Linked DNA regions of Mus musculus: all the other regions are linked to region 1. The links are chromatin contacts, called in public Hi-C and promoter capture Hi-C maps. All regions are on one chromosome and are shown on one strand. Each heading gives the region's core, a stretch centred on a gene start, on an enhancer-like site or on the middle of the called end of the contact. The rest is flanking DNA. Distances are from core to core; before and after follow the strand shown.

Evidence for each region. Hi-C and Micro-C count contacts between places; a contact is called where the count stands out from the background. Capture Hi-C pulls out chosen DNA fragments and counts their contacts.
Region 2: a promoter capture Hi-C map of adipose tissue shows a contact between it and region 1. The contact joins two enhancer-like sites. A contact is called at or near these places in 2 of 484 Hi-C or Micro-C datasets (nephron progenitors and stem cell-derived epiblast-like cells), 4 of 115 datasets of contacts at active chromatin or transcription factors (embryonic stem cells, epiblast stem cells and trophoblast stem cells) and 3 of 9 other capture datasets (adipose tissue, liver and pancreatic islet).
Region 3: a Hi-C map of liver shows a contact between it and region 1, with 2.1 times the contacts expected there. The contact joins two enhancer-like sites. A contact is called at or near these places in 1 of 484 Hi-C or Micro-C datasets (liver) and 1 of 9 other capture datasets (pancreatic islet).

The regions. Positions count from the first base shown.
Region 1 is chr12:72,487,555-72,492,403 of GRCm38.p6, forward strand. The region is part of intron 23 of Lrrc9 (leucine rich repeat containing 9); the gene reads left to right. Among named protein-coding and RNA genes, the nearest start is that of Pcnx4, 46 kb to the right of the region's middle. Within about 2 kb of position 2,602, at least 51 of the 459 cell types and tissues checked have an H3K27ac peak or open chromatin away from gene starts, as enhancers often do. A contact at or near this core is called in adipose tissue and liver, where this site is marked.
Region 2 is chr12:72,691,987-72,696,835 of GRCm38.p6, forward strand. No RefSeq gene overlaps it. Among named protein-coding and RNA genes, the nearest start is that of Dhrs7, 30 kb to the left of the region's middle. Within about 2 kb of position 2,630, at least 28 of the 459 cell types and tissues checked have an H3K27ac peak or open chromatin away from gene starts, as enhancers often do. A contact at or near this core is called in adipose tissue and liver, where this site is marked.
Region 3 is chr12:72,282,534-72,287,382 of GRCm38.p6, forward strand. All of the region lies in intron 3 of Rtn1 (reticulon 1), which reads right to left. Gm52013 (a long non-coding RNA gene) reads left to right here. Exons shown (of 3, transcript XR_003950281.1): 3 at 1-892. Among named protein-coding and RNA genes, the nearest start is that of Gm52013, 25 kb to the left of the region's middle. Within about 2 kb of position 2,923, at least 38 of the 459 cell types and tissues checked have an H3K27ac peak or open chromatin away from gene starts, as enhancers often do. A contact at or near this core is called in liver, where this site is marked.

The sequences.
Region 1 (4,849 bases), core at 1,352-3,851:
CAAGACCAGTGCCTAAGATCATTCCCTGACCTCCATATACACACACCTGTACCACAGACACTCAAAACAAAAAAGAGCCTTTTCAGTAAAGAGCAGCAACTGGAGGCGAAGCTTAGTGTTGAGTCATTTCCTGGTGTGTGAAGGTCTGGGTTGAATCTCTAATAAACGCTGCAGCTGACAAGGCACAATTCCATGAGGCAGAGTAGAAGGCCACACCAGAGCACCGTCATCCTCTTAGGCTTCAGAACTGTTTCTAAGTTCCTGGGGAAATACAGTGTTGGCAATTATGGAAGATATTTGAACCCACAAAGATAGTATAGCAAGATTACTTTTAAAATTGTAAATAGAAAACCCAAGGTGTTCATGAGGGACTCCCAGGCTCCGTGTAACAGGATAAGTGCCCAAAAATCCTATGCAGGGTGCAGTTTCCCAGTGTAATATTATCTAGCTCTCATCAAATAAAAATGTACATCAAATTTTCTAGAAAATGGAAAGACAACTCCTGGTGGTTTAATACTCTGAGACACTCTGGAGAGATTACTAATCGCACGCTTTTCAATAAAACCTCCCATTCCAATAAATGCAAATTCTTCAGAAGTGTGCATTTTGCGCTCATTCAGTCACTAAGGGTGGATTTCTTCTTCTTTTTTTATTAGATATTGTCTTTATTTACATTTCGAATGTTATCCCCTTTCCTAGTTTCCCCTCCGAAAATCTCCTATCCCTTTCCCATTCCCCCTGCTCCCCAACCCACCCATTCCTGCTTTCTGGCCCTGGCATTCCCCTATACTGGGAAATAGAACCTTCACAGGACCAAGGGCCTCTCCTCCCATTGATGACTGACTAGGCCATCCTCTGCTACATATGCAGCTAGAGCCACAAGTCTCACCATATGTTTTCTTTGATTGGCGGTTTAGTCCCAGGGAACTCTGAAGGTACTGGTTAGTTCATATTGTTGTTCCTCCTATGGGGCTGCAAACCCCTTCAGCTCCTTGGGTACTTTTTCTAGCTCCTTCACTGGGGACCCTGTGCTTGTCCAATGGATGACTGTGAGCATCCACTTCTGTATTTGTCAGGCATTGGCAGAACCTCTCAGGAGACAGCTATGTCAGGCTCCTGTCAGCAAAATCTTGTTGGCATCTGCAATAGTGTCTGGATCTGGTGGTAAAGGTGGATTCTTGTGCATAGTCTTACATAACTCGTATTGCATGCATTCTATATATGTTGAAGCTCTTGTCCTTCTTATTAACTGCCCTCATTTGAAAGGTGTCATGAGAAAATACATTTAGAAAATACATAAATGTAGGGGGAAAAGGTCTTGTTCTGTTCACTAACTGTAAATATTATGTATTTCCTTTTTCATTTTAGCATCGCAAAAGCTCAGGGCCAATTTTATGATACAATAATAGAAATTCTATAGGACATTACATTCTCCCTGTCTCTAACCCTAGTTTTTAATCTGTTCTAATTTATGTTGTTCTTGTTGAGTTTGTTTGTCTGTCTGTCTGTTTGTTTGTTTGTCTGTCTGTTTGCTTTTGAGACAGGGTTTCTCCATGTTCTCTGTGTAACCCCCCTGACTATCCTGGAACTCCTTCTATAGACTAGGCTTACATCTAACTCACAGTTCTGCCTGCCTCTGCCTGCTGAATGCTGGAATTAAAGGTGTGTGCCACCACTGCCTGGCTTAACTTACCTTGTCCTTAGTCTTGATCTTCTTCATCATGTATTATTTGTGCTTTTATTGTTTTCTTACATGCTTCCTGTAAGCTGCTCTAAGTTCTTTGTGGAATGGGGTTACAAATCTGTGAATTAATAATGGGGTATGAAGACCAGGCTGAAGAATTAGACTTCAAATTAAAGAGAACAAGAATATGTCGAATAGTTTTCAGGAGTGTAATTACATATCTAGAACTGTGTATTAAGAATTCTCATCTAATAGCAGTATTTATGGCAGCAAAGAAGATTACTAAAATATACCAGGAACAAATAATGAGAAACTGGACCAGAAGGAGGTGACTTTAAAAATAGAAAGATGGCTGGGCAGTGATGATGCATGCCTTTAATCCTAGCACTCCAGCAGATCCTAGCAGAGGCAGGCAGATCTCTGTGAGTTTGAGGCCAGCCTAGTCTATATAGTAAGTTCCAAGACAGCCAGGGCTATGTAGAGCAGCCCCATATCAAAAAACAAACATAAAAACAAAACAAATGAATAAATAAATAAAAGCAGAAAACTGAGACTTATGAAAAGCAATGGGGCCTCTTCAGTCACACCACCCAAAATGTGTCTGTGCTCATCTAAGCTTGTAAGCTAAGCAGGGTTCGGCCGAGTTGGTATTGCACAGGAGAAATTCTGGGAGAAACTGACAGAATTTATCAGCCATACACAGCAAACATGAAAAGATACCTACTGCTGGGGTCCAGGAATCCCCCCACAAACCACTCAGACCCTGGTCTCAGTCAAACAAGAACATTGAACACCCACACCAAGACTGATCTATCAGGGCATAGCATAGACTCAGGAGCTAAGACTGAGACCTTGAATGTTTCTCAGGGCCAGTTTATAAAGGCAAACACTGCAATGAGCTCATACGTAGCTTCAGGGTGGCGCAAGCTATTTTGGCTAGCTAAACAAAATAGTTGTAACTGACCTTGAATTTGATTGGTCCTAAGTGGAGCCTGTGATTGTGAAATTGCCCAAAAAAATAGCAAAGCTGAGAACATAACAGGATATGTGGTCAGTCTGACCTTCCAGAAAGAATTTTCTATGTCAGCATTACAACAACAATATGAAATGGCTGGCAGGCATGAAACGAAAATGACTACAGTTATGCTAGGGAGTCAGGTGTTAATGTCTACAGAGTTTGCAACTACAATACAAGTGTTAAAGAGGGGCTTGGGCTTACTACCTCTTTGGATTCTTGGCCTTCATAAACGAAACTCACTAGGAAGCTTAAGGTCAATTTTACTAATGTTTAAGAGGAAACAGCAGGGCAAGCAAGTTATAGATCTTGGCAGCCATTGGGAAAGGTATATGAAAGGAAGGAAGAGAGAAAGTCTTGCCTTGAGTTGGGTCAGCAGCCTGTCACATGGCAGCAAGTAGGTACAAGACAAAGGAAGTAGCTTCAGAGGGTAGTAAGAAGACCCATGATGCTAGAGAAAACATGTTTAGGCTTTGGTAAAAGAAAAAGAGAAAGTTATACTGTTCTGGTGGCTAGACCTTAAAAGATCAGCACAGTGATGGATCCATGGGTGACCACACTGGGGGAGATAGGCTGAAGAAAAAGCACATTATCTCACTAAGGGGAAAATTATTCCTCCCAGTGCTTCAGCACAGCTTTGAATGAATAAACCTTCCTGAGAGGTGAGGCCTTGAGAAGGTAATTGACAGGTTCTGGTGAATTAGCCCTTTTCCGCCCCTTCATTCTTTTTAATTGGTATTTTATTTATTTACATTTCAAATGTCCTCTCCTTTCCCGGTTTCTCCTCTGCAAACCCCTTATCTCATCCCCACCTCCTGCTTCTATGAGGGAGCTCACCCACCCACTCCCACCGAGGAAACAATAGTATGTCAGGTCTCTACATTCAAGCCAGAGGCTGAGTCCATGCTTTTGACTAGGAGGAAATAGATTTCCCTTAATGAGCACCAACAGATCCCTGATAGTTATAGTCACCAAGACTACTGTAACAATAAACAGGCCCCAATAAAATAGAAGAGAGGCAACTTCCAGGGAGGAGACTTTCAGACGAATTACATCTCATGACACATTTGATTATCTGACTGGAAATATCAAGCAGGCGGTTGAAATCATAGACTAAATTTGGATATAGAAATTTAATCCACATTCTTTTTAAGAGTCAGAAACAGCTTGAAAAGAGCTGACAGTTAAACTGAAAGCATTTGTAAGGCTGTCTAAAAAAAAAGAGAGAGAGAGAGAGTACAGAATGCAAGGAAGTCTGGGTAAGGCTTTGGGGTGAGGGGTTATCCCAGCACCCAGTTTCCTGAGGAAGGCAGTGAAGTGATATGGAGTCAGCCATCAGGGCTAAAGATGCCTCTGCCTGTGAGTTATATGGCCAAAAGCCACTGGCTTCTGGGTACTAACTCCTGTATAGCAGCAGAGAAAAAGAAACTTAATTACTTTGGTTCTTTTCTGTTTGACTCAGATCCCTCACTGGCTAGGTGAGAGGCTTGGAGTTCCTTAACTCTTAGTGAGCCAGAAAGAAGAGAAAAGAAAAAAGAAAAGAAAAGAAAAAAAAAAGAAAAGAAAAGAAAAGAAAAGAAGAGGAAAGGAAAGGAAAGGAAAGGAAAAAGGAAAGGAAAGGAAAAAGGAAAAAGGAAAGGAAAAAGGAAAAAGGAAAGGAGGAAGGGAAGGGAAGGGAAGGGAAGGGAAGGGAAGAGGGAAGGGAAGGGAAGAGGGAAGGGAAGGGGAGAAGGGAAGGGGAGAAGGAAAGGGGAGAAGGGAAAAAGGAAAAGGGAGAAGGGGAGAAGGGAAAAAGGAAAAGGGAGAAGGGGAGAAGGGAAAAAGGAAAAGGGAGAAGGGGAGAAGGGAAAAAGGGAAAAAGGAAAAGGGAAAAAGGAAAAGGGAAAAAGGAAAAGGGAAAAAGGAAAAAGGGAAAAAGGAAAAAGGGAAAAAGGAAAAAGGGAAAAAGGGAAAAAGGGAAAAGGGAAAAGGGAAAAAGGGAAAAGGGAAAAGGAAAAAGGGAAAAGGGAAAAGGGAAAAGGAAAAAGGGAAAAGGAAAAAGGAAAAGGAAAAAGGAAAAGGAAAAAGGAAAAGGAAAAGGAAAAAGGAAAAGGAAAAGGAAAAGGAAAAAGGAAAAGGAAAAAGGAAAAGGAAAAAGGAAAGGAAAGGAA
Region 2 (4,849 bases), core at 1,380-3,879, 200 kb after region 1:
TAGCCTGACCCAGTCATAAATTTGAAATCCTCTGCCTCAGGCTTCCTAATACTGAGAATATATGCATGTAGCAAACACACCCAGTAATATGGGGGATTGAACGTAAGTACTTCAGTACTGTGACAGTTGATCTCATAACCCAGACTGAGTGCAGAATGTATGGTAGCATATACACCATGAAGACACTAGAAGAGACAGTCTATACTCCAGGCTAGGTGGAGCTGGACAGCATGAATTTTATCATACTATTCACAGTGACATGCAATTTGAAATGTATGCAGTGGTGCCAGATTGTGGATGTGGCTCAGCCATAGAGAAATTACTTAGCTTGCACAAAGCCCTAGATTTTATTCCCACCACCCAAAAAGGTTAAAAAATAAAATAAAAATCAATCTATGAATTGCTTATTTGTGATGCTTTCCTTTAAAATTTTCTATCCTCCTTCCTTCCTTCCTTCCTTTTTTTCTTTCTTTCTTTCTTTTTTATTTATTTTTTTTTTTTGAGGCAGGGTTTGTTGTGTATCTCTGCTGTATTGGAGCTCACTCTGAAGACCAGGCTGACCACGAACTCACAGAGATCTACCTGCCTCTGCCTCCCAAGTGCTGGGATTAAAGATGTGTGCCACCACTGTCCAACATCTGTTTAATATTTTCAATCTTAGTTGACTGTGGGTGATTGAAAGCATAGAAAATGAGCCTCGGGCTGGTGAGATGGCTCAGTGGGTAAGAGCACCCGACTGCTCTTCCAAAGGTTCGGAGTTCAAATCCCAGCAACCACATGGTGGCTCACAACCATCTGTAACAAGATCTGACTCCCTCTTCTGGATTGTCTGAAGACAGCTACAGTGTACTTACATATAATAAATAAATGAATCTTTAAAAAAAAAAAAAGAAAAAAAAAAGAAAATGAGCCTCTTTCCAAAGTAAGCCTCTACCTTCCTGGTCCCACTGACTAAGGAGGACTCTGCTAATTAATTTATTAAAGGTCCTTTGCACATGATGAATGGCTTCTCTCTCAGTTCTTCAAGGTTCTTTTTTACTTTTGTCTTTCGGTGTTGAGATATGTCCTGGGCTGACCTCAAAAATACATCTGTAATCCAGGCTGGCTTTGAATTTATGGTCTTCTTACCTCCACTTCCCAAATTGTAAATTACAACTGTGTACCACAGTGTCCAGTGTATGGCTGAAGATCCAACCCAGAGTCTCATACATGCAACGCATACAATGTCAATGCTATGTAAATAGGTGTGATGCTGCATTGTTTAGGGACTAACGCCATGATGGGTAGTGGGAACCAAAAGGCATGCCCAATATGAACACGATTTTTAAAAGGAATATTTTCCATCCACAGCTGATGGACTCCACAGTTGTGAAATCCACACGTGCAAAGCGCCGGCTACCTTGACTGCCTGGGTCCTTACAGAAACAGTTCTGTGTGACAGCAAAAGCCATGATGCTCCTGGCGTGGGGAAGAAGCTAGAGCCAGGAGCCCAAGCGATGTTAACACACTAGAAAGCAAACGGCGCAAGGCATCCGAAGCAGTGGTATATATCAAGAATACCTTACGCTGCTACTAGGGGTAGTAACTTCTTAGTTGATAAAGGGAAGGGAAGGCCAGGGTCGGTGTATTTCCTTGCATGACTCACACTCTGGCCCCAGGTGTTTTCTAGAAAGCGCTGCCAAGGATTTGGAGTAGCTAACTCGGCAATGAGAATGATCAGTGAGGATGGGGTACGGTCCCCTTAAACTTCTCCAGGAGGTCTGTCTACAAAATTATTTTATTTAGCATTCTCTTTCGTAGACTAGTGTTCCCTCAAAGGGAAGCTAACTCTCATCTGTGCCAAATACATCATTTTCTAATGAGAAAGGTGAGGTTCCGAGAGCACGGAAGGATTTTCTGATGGCCACAGTGCCACATGCGGAAGAAGCAAACATGAAAAAGGCAGGTTGTGAAACAAGTATTTAATTTATGTCCCAGGAAAATTGTGACAACCTGTTTGCATCAACCATGTGTTGCTGTGACTCATTGCCCTTGAAATCTTCTCATCTATTTGATTGCTCAACTTTACATTAAAAAAAAATTTTTTTTTCACTACTAAAATTGCCCTTACTGTTGAGGGTTTTAAGGAACAAGTCAGCACTGCCCTCTACTGGTTGGCTTATATTTACTGTTAAATAAGTGGGTCCAAGGTGACGAATAGAATTTTTGAAAATGTTTCTTAATTTCAACGGCGCATACATAGAAACTGGCCAATCCGAGCTGTCTGGGTGTTCTCCTCTGCTGTTCGACTGCTCAAAATAAATTGTTGTTGTTGTTGTTGTTGTTGTTGTTGTTGTTGTTGTTTTTCTTTAAGAGACTCTTTGGCTTCCTGGTTTCCAGGACTACAACTTTGAAAGGTGAATTCAAATGTGTTAATGAAGGAGAGAGACAGAAAGGCAGATGAGACCTAGAAAAGAGAAAGAGAGCGATGGGAGAAATGTCCGGTTAAGTGGGGCTGTTTTTCCACTTTGGCAACCCTAAAAATAAGCGCAGTAAACCTCTCCTTGTGACATCAGCAGCTGTTGTGTTGACCGTGTGTCCGCTCATTCAGCGCACAGGATAACCGTTTAGCTTCTGGAGACAGAATTTCAGCTGTTGGCACTACTGCCCTGCCCGCCTCTCCCACAGTGCCAACGTTATGTTTCCATGAAGGCAGATTAAACTACAGTTTGGATGGGAGTCAGCTGGCCACATGTTACACCCGGCGTGGTAACAGTGTCACAGATGACTAAAGTCCGAGTAAAAGATTGACATTTCAATGCAAGAAAAATAAACAGTAGTAAAAGAAACTACTGTGTACCTCTCCAAAAAAAAAAAAAAAATTAAATTCTGGACTATAAATTACTGTGCCATAAACACCTAGATGCCGTTTTAAAATCTTTCATTATTCTTTAGCTGTTTTATATATGTATACAATGTATCTTGATCGTACCCTCCTCCAATTCCACTCCCATTCCTCCCAAACACCCCACCATATGCCCCTGGAATACTGGCTGAACTTGCTGGTTTGCTCTTGTGCAGACAACTAAATCTGCATCGAGGTGACAGGACAGCTGCTGATGGATGCATGTCCAGCAGGCGGCACCTCACAGCACCCGTCCCCTCCCCTGGCTCTTACATGCTTTTTGCCCCCATTTCTTCAATGCTCGAGGAGCCTCGTGGGGGTTGACAGAAATGTCCCACTCGGAGCTGATCACTCAGTAGTCACTTATCCTAAGCAGGCTGATGAGCTCTGAGTGTCTCACGCTGTCTGCTGCCCTCTGCAGAAAGATGCCTTGCTGCCTAAGGCCGAGAGCAGCACTAACCTAAGAATAGAAACATAAATATTTAGAAGACAGTTTGATGATGTGTCCATTTAGGAAAAAAGGAAAAATGGCAGTAGTAGTTTTGCCCCAGGACCTATGGTCTCCTGAACTATTGACTTTTGAGCAAATTTAGAGTAACAAGTGTGAATTCCTTCCTGTGAAGCAAGCCTCACATCCAACCAGAGAGTAGTTGGTTACGCCTATAACCTCCATGATCTGATAGTATCAGTAGACATACTAGATAGTTTTCTTTCTTTTCTTTTTTTTTAAGATTTATTTATTTATTTAATGTATGTGAGTACACTGTAGCTGTACAGATGTTTGTGAGCCTTCATGTGGTTGTTGGGAATTGAATTTTTAAGACCTCTGCCCGGCTCACTCTGGTCAACTCTGCTCGCTCTGGCCCAAAGATTGATTGATTGATTGATTGATTGATTGATTGATTGATTATATGTAAGTACACTGTAGCTGGCTTCAGATGCACCAGAGGAGGGAGTCAGATCTCATTACCAATGGTTGTGAGCCACCATGTGGTTGCTGGGATTTGAACTCAGGACCTTTAGGAAGAGCAGTCAGTGCTCTTACCTGCTGAGCCATCTCGCCAGCCCACTAGATAGTTTTCTAAGACAAAGTTAATAGAGTTAGCCTTCTTTTCTGAGTTCAATGTTCTCAAACCAGACTCTGCACCCCTTGATCTTGGGAAGAACATGGGCTTTAGTGTCTTTAGTATAGCCTTCTTACCTAGGTAGAGGTAAGAGGTAGAAACAAAAGTGTCAGATTCATATGATGTGGGGAAATTTAAATGAACTAGAATGTCTACTTTCCTTTTTTTTTGTTTTTGTTTTTGTTTTTGTTTTTTTCGAGACAGGGTTTCTCTGTGTAGCCCTGGCTGTCCTGGAACTCACTTTGTTGACCAGGCTGGCCTTGAACTCAGAAATCCGCCTGCCTCTGCCTCCTGAGTGCTGGGATTAAAGGCGTGTGCACCACGCCTGGGGAACATCTACTTTCCTTAACTGGCATACAGCAGAACATTGTTTTCTTCCCTGTCATTCAGGCTCCTGTGATGTTGTGGATGCTAGACAACTGAGCGGCATCATTTCTAAGTAACAAGCCTACGAGTCTCTCCTTCTACACCTTCCTCCTTAACTACCACCACCATCATTCGTCTAGGTGTTCAAGCCAGAAACAAGAACATCAGCCTTTCCCCAGCACACCACCACCATGCTTCCAAAGCTCCTACCTTGTCCTCAGACCCAGTGCCTTCTCCTCTGAACGAGGCTAGATTTCTTGGATCCTCTTAGGTTCAGTTCTTATTCAGCTTGCATGTTCTCAAACAACCCTTTTTACTTCTATCAGAGAACTAATCAAACTGATGGTTTGAGATTTGGAGAGAGAGAGAGACAGAGTAATACTTTCTGGGCTATGGGCATGAATGAAGTATACAGTATTTTGATTTTTGCCTCTAAGTTCTCACATTGTACCAACTACAGGAAGATGAAAAACAT
Region 3 (4,849 bases), core at 1,673-4,172, 200 kb before region 1:
TGACTCCTATCTGAAATATACGCATAACAGGCAACTCTGAAGAACTAGAAGGCAGATTAGTGATTTGCGGGGCCTTCAAGAGAGGAGGCAGAGGAAGAGTGAGCTACAGGGCAGAGTTTCCGTCAGGAATACTGGAAATGTTACACTGTGGTGACAGGAGCGTAAATGAAGAAATAACCCGTGGACTATGGATGTCAGAATGGTGAATTTTCTGGCTTGTGGATTGTGTCTGAATAGATCTGATATAAAACAGTCACCAGCTGTAGTCTGCTGGTCCCGGTTGGTTCGAGATTCAGTCATAGCTGCCTGTTCCTTGCTCAACCCATCTGCAGAGCGACCTGAGTGGGTTCAATGCTCTCCAAGATTGTTCTCAGGACAAAAACAAAACCTCCCTCTTTGAAAAGGTGTGTTTTCACATGGACCGTGGAGATCCAGAAGTAATTGTCAGCAGCCGGAGGATTCACGTCAACACGTCTGCTGGGACAAGAGCACGACTGAATTTTACAAAAGTGTAATAGAGCCCCAGACCTTAGCACAACTGACGTCATGATGGGCGTACCATTCAGACCATAAAACTCAACGTGTAGACAGTACCACCTGCCAAAAACAAGCGTGCAGACCTACTCCATCAGAGCCCGTAGGTCCGGGGAAGTCTCTAGGTGGACTGACCCTGCTCTTCAGCTTCTGTGGCTATGCTTCTGGCTAACTGTTCTTGCTAACTGAAGTATGTCAACTCAGGATGGCGTTTTGGTGCCTAAAGGCACACCATGAGAAAGGGACTACGCTATGATAAGAACCTCTGAACATGAATCTTCACTTTAGAATCACTGCCCCCAAGAACAGCCAGACCTCTGTCAGATTCAAAGATCTACTGAAAGATTGAAAAAAAAAACTGCAAATGCCATGCGATGTTTAATGATTTTGATGTGGGCAGATTGCTCTTTCTGTCTTTGGGAGGATGAAATGAATGAGTATACAGGGTCCATCACCAGGGGAAGGGGAAACAGAAATGCTCAGAGTTTGAAACTTGCCAACACCAAAAGGCCTGTGCTCTTGAGGCTTTAGAAGCCCTGAGTTACTAGATCCTGAACACCAGCACACATCCCCACCTCACAGACTGGTTATGCAGTGGACGGAAAGCTGGCTTCTTAGTTTTAATTCAGTGTTGCCTGTGCAGACAGTAGAGATGTGATGGATGTTGGCGGTACAATCTAACTGCCAGCCACAGAGAGGCAAGAGGACTCAAGGGCACGCCAGTGGGGCAGCCAGAGAGACATCATGCTGGCCTTGTAGTTGGGGACCAGCAACACCATGGTCGGTAGGAGAGTCTGCCTCTCTGGAAAGTTGTGCCTCCAAAAAAGCACAGTATTTGATGCCAACCATGCACACTGGGCTGGGGGTAGAAAGAAATGGCTAATCAGAAAACCAGGCCCTTATTATGAATGTTCAGTGAGATGAAGTTTGTGCAGCTTTTATTGGCCAAACAAATAGTTTTCTGGTTCTATTGAGTAATATAAGACTGAAAGAAAACACTCTCTGTAGTCAAAAGAATAGGAGTGGCCTAAATCTCCTTGGTATCTGGAGTTACTGTGTTAAAAAAACACTCCTAAGAGCATACAATAAGAGGACATGCAATGCTTTTCCCTAGTCCCCAAACTCAATTTTACTTTTGCTTTCACACAGGTTACTGCAGGCTCCTGGCTTCAGGCTGGGGAGTATGAACAATCCAATACGAATGTGCAGCTTCCTCCATCCCTCCTCTCTGCCCCACTTTGTACCTGATCCCTGATGGCCTCTATGGAGGTTAAATGTTTAATTTCAGTTATACAAAGGTCTGTTGAGTTTCTCAAGCTATGCAGTAACTCCAAATGTACCACATAACAGGGAGAAGCCAGGTAGAAAACACATTTGCACCCCACCCCCCGCAGTAGTGTGTCATCATTTCAGCATCTGAAACTGGTACTCGGGCAATTGAAGCAACAATTATTTCTGTATTTGCCACCCCACCCCCAGTAAACCAAACAAATACTGTTATTACTTTTGGACAACCTAATCTCTTCCTTTGAAGTAAAGGGGAACGGGAAGAAGAACGGGATCAATATTCCACTAATAATCCCCCGGCCCCCAGATTTTGGAAGCTGTGGATAAATAAGTACAGAAAGATATGAATACAGATACGGCTCAGCTGTTGCAGTGTAAGTCAGCAACACAGAGAGGCCGGGGTAAGTGTGGCCTTCAGTGTGCCTGGAATGTTTTGTGACATCATTTTTAGCTGCATGTCTCTACCAATGTCTGGTTTCAAGGACTGGGTCTTAGTCACCTTAGGCTCCTCAGCTCCTACCCAGGAATTCCTATGTACTTGATTCAGGAATCCATGAGAGTGTGGGTATAGACACGTCTAATAACGTAAATAAAGATGAGCCTACATGACCTGCTTACAATTCTGATTGCTTGACTCTAGAACCTCCTACCACAACTACTGATAGAAATATTAGTCTTCTCATGATGTTCAGTGTTCAGATCAACTTGACTTCAAAGCTAGTAAAAGTAGGTCAAGAGAAATGAACCAGACTGCCTATACCTCTGGACTGGACTTAACTTCACACTGCCTATCACCACCTTGCTCTGAGTTATCTGGGTTCATTTGTGTGGATACATTAATCTCCTTCATGGATGGGATGTCAGGGCAGCAGACAGTCTTCCTGTTCTCCACTCCCTCCATTCCAATGTCTTCTAAAAAGCCCAGCATATACTCTGTTCTTAATAATCGTTTATTCAGTAACTTTACTGAGGTGGCAAATGTTCACCCACTGAGAGTCAGACTGCTATTTCAGATAAAGCAAAGGGACTTAGGAACACACTGACTGCTTAGTTACATCACACGCTTGCACGTGCTTCCCGAAGCTGAAGCACAAGTCTCCGGGAAAGGTGCATGGAGAGCCAAGAGAACATGATCCTTGGACAGCAGCCCCATGCGGTGATCAGTGGAAGAGTCGGCCCCATCAGTGTGCGAGGCTTGGGCTGCGTTCTACTGAGATGTTAAAAAGAAAGGGGACTTGCCGCACGGAAGCCAGATGGGCTTGAATGCCATGGAACTTACAGCAGATGGCACTCAAATATTAAGCTAACATTTGCCTATGCTCCAAGACGAGCCGTGTGAAGCTGGTTACATGATGTCTATTTAGAAACAAGCAGCAGATAGGAAAATAAATCTGGTATCGCTAAAGCTGTCTGCTAAAAGCAAACCTAGGCATTATCACCCAATGTACTTTTTGTACAAAGGAAATGTTGATATTCCTAAGGCTGAGTTAAGTCTAACGAAAACACCCAGAACAGGGCAGCAGGAGCCCACTCTCCCCGGAACCTGTTCAAAAAACAGGCTCGGTCTGATGAAGCCGTGAAAATCTGCTTCTGTGAATCCCATGGCAACAGTGGCAGTCCTCAGACAAACACTTTACAAACCAGATTTGTTTTTCTTCTTTCTAAATACCTTTGTGTGATATTTTTGGAAAATGTTGAAATACAACCGGCATTGCGTAAGGTGTAAACACACTGTTCCAAACGCTCCAGTTTTAGATCGGGTGTTTGTTAGTTTCTCACTAACCCACGGTGGTGACTCTGCTGGTAACCCTGCAGCATCCGGCTCTCTGGGGGATGCCCCAGAAAGTCTTGTCAGCTGAAAGTCAGACTCAATAACACTTACAAAGTGCAGTGGCTATCCAGTCAGAGGAGAAGATACTCTCGAGATTTATAAGCAGCGCAATGTCACAGCATATTGGCCATCCACTTTGCCTGGGTTCTTCAAGGCTTCCTCCCAGAGAAGAGGAGTCACGGAATAGTCTCTGATTTTCTCATTAAATCAGAAGTATAAAGACTATGAAATCTTGGTCACCAAAAAGTCAAGAGCAGAGCTAATAAGAGAGTCATACAACCATGTGAACAGTGAAGAATCTCATAATGATTCTCTATGTGTAAAAACTTTCCTGGTAAAAAATGTTTGTCATAGACAAAGGAGCCCTACCTAATAACCAACTAGCACACAGAGCGTTGCCCTGATTTCTGTCATCATTTAAGACACCTTTGCTCACATGCTAATTAAAATAGATCAACTGAAAGGGGGGAATTGGAAGAGTATTAGAGAAATATGACATATTTATTTAAAGTATCAATAGTTCTGAGGTTATGCAAGAAAAATGTTTCTGGTTTTGGATATGCACATTGAAACATTTCCATGATAGCAACTTTATTTTTAAAATACTTCCCCCAAAACCAATACAACCAACATGACAGGATCCTAGTGCTAAATTCTGCCAAGTTATAAATGAAAACTCATCCTGTTATTCTAATCTGTGAGTTGAAATTTTGCTTAGAGATCATTTTTAAATATCTCAATGTATAGATTATGGAGACTCATTCCAAATCATTAGTTAGAGTCAGGTATTTGAAGAGTCAGTCTTTACCTGCTACCAAAATATATATTGTTAATGGGCAGAAGTTCCTTGTCAATGCGTCTCAAATCCTGCCCATGGGCTTTAAAAAGGTGTGACGTGGGTAAAGAAGAAACAGCAAACAGTCAAGTCCTTCCAGTAGCACGCCTCCTTCCCACCGCTGAGACAAGAAGTTCTATGTGAAGCCTATTTCCTATTTGCTACATTGCACCATCCAAAGAGTGCATAGGCAAGCTTGTTTTCCATTTAAGATAACTGAAAGGGGTTTTTATGCAGACATTTTTTTATGAATGGAGTAACATTTTATGTGACAAACTCTCAAACCGTTGCTTATCTAGTCTAAAGGAGTCACCCCATATTTGTTATTGTGAAAACATTAAATCCTGCCTCACTGTTATTCA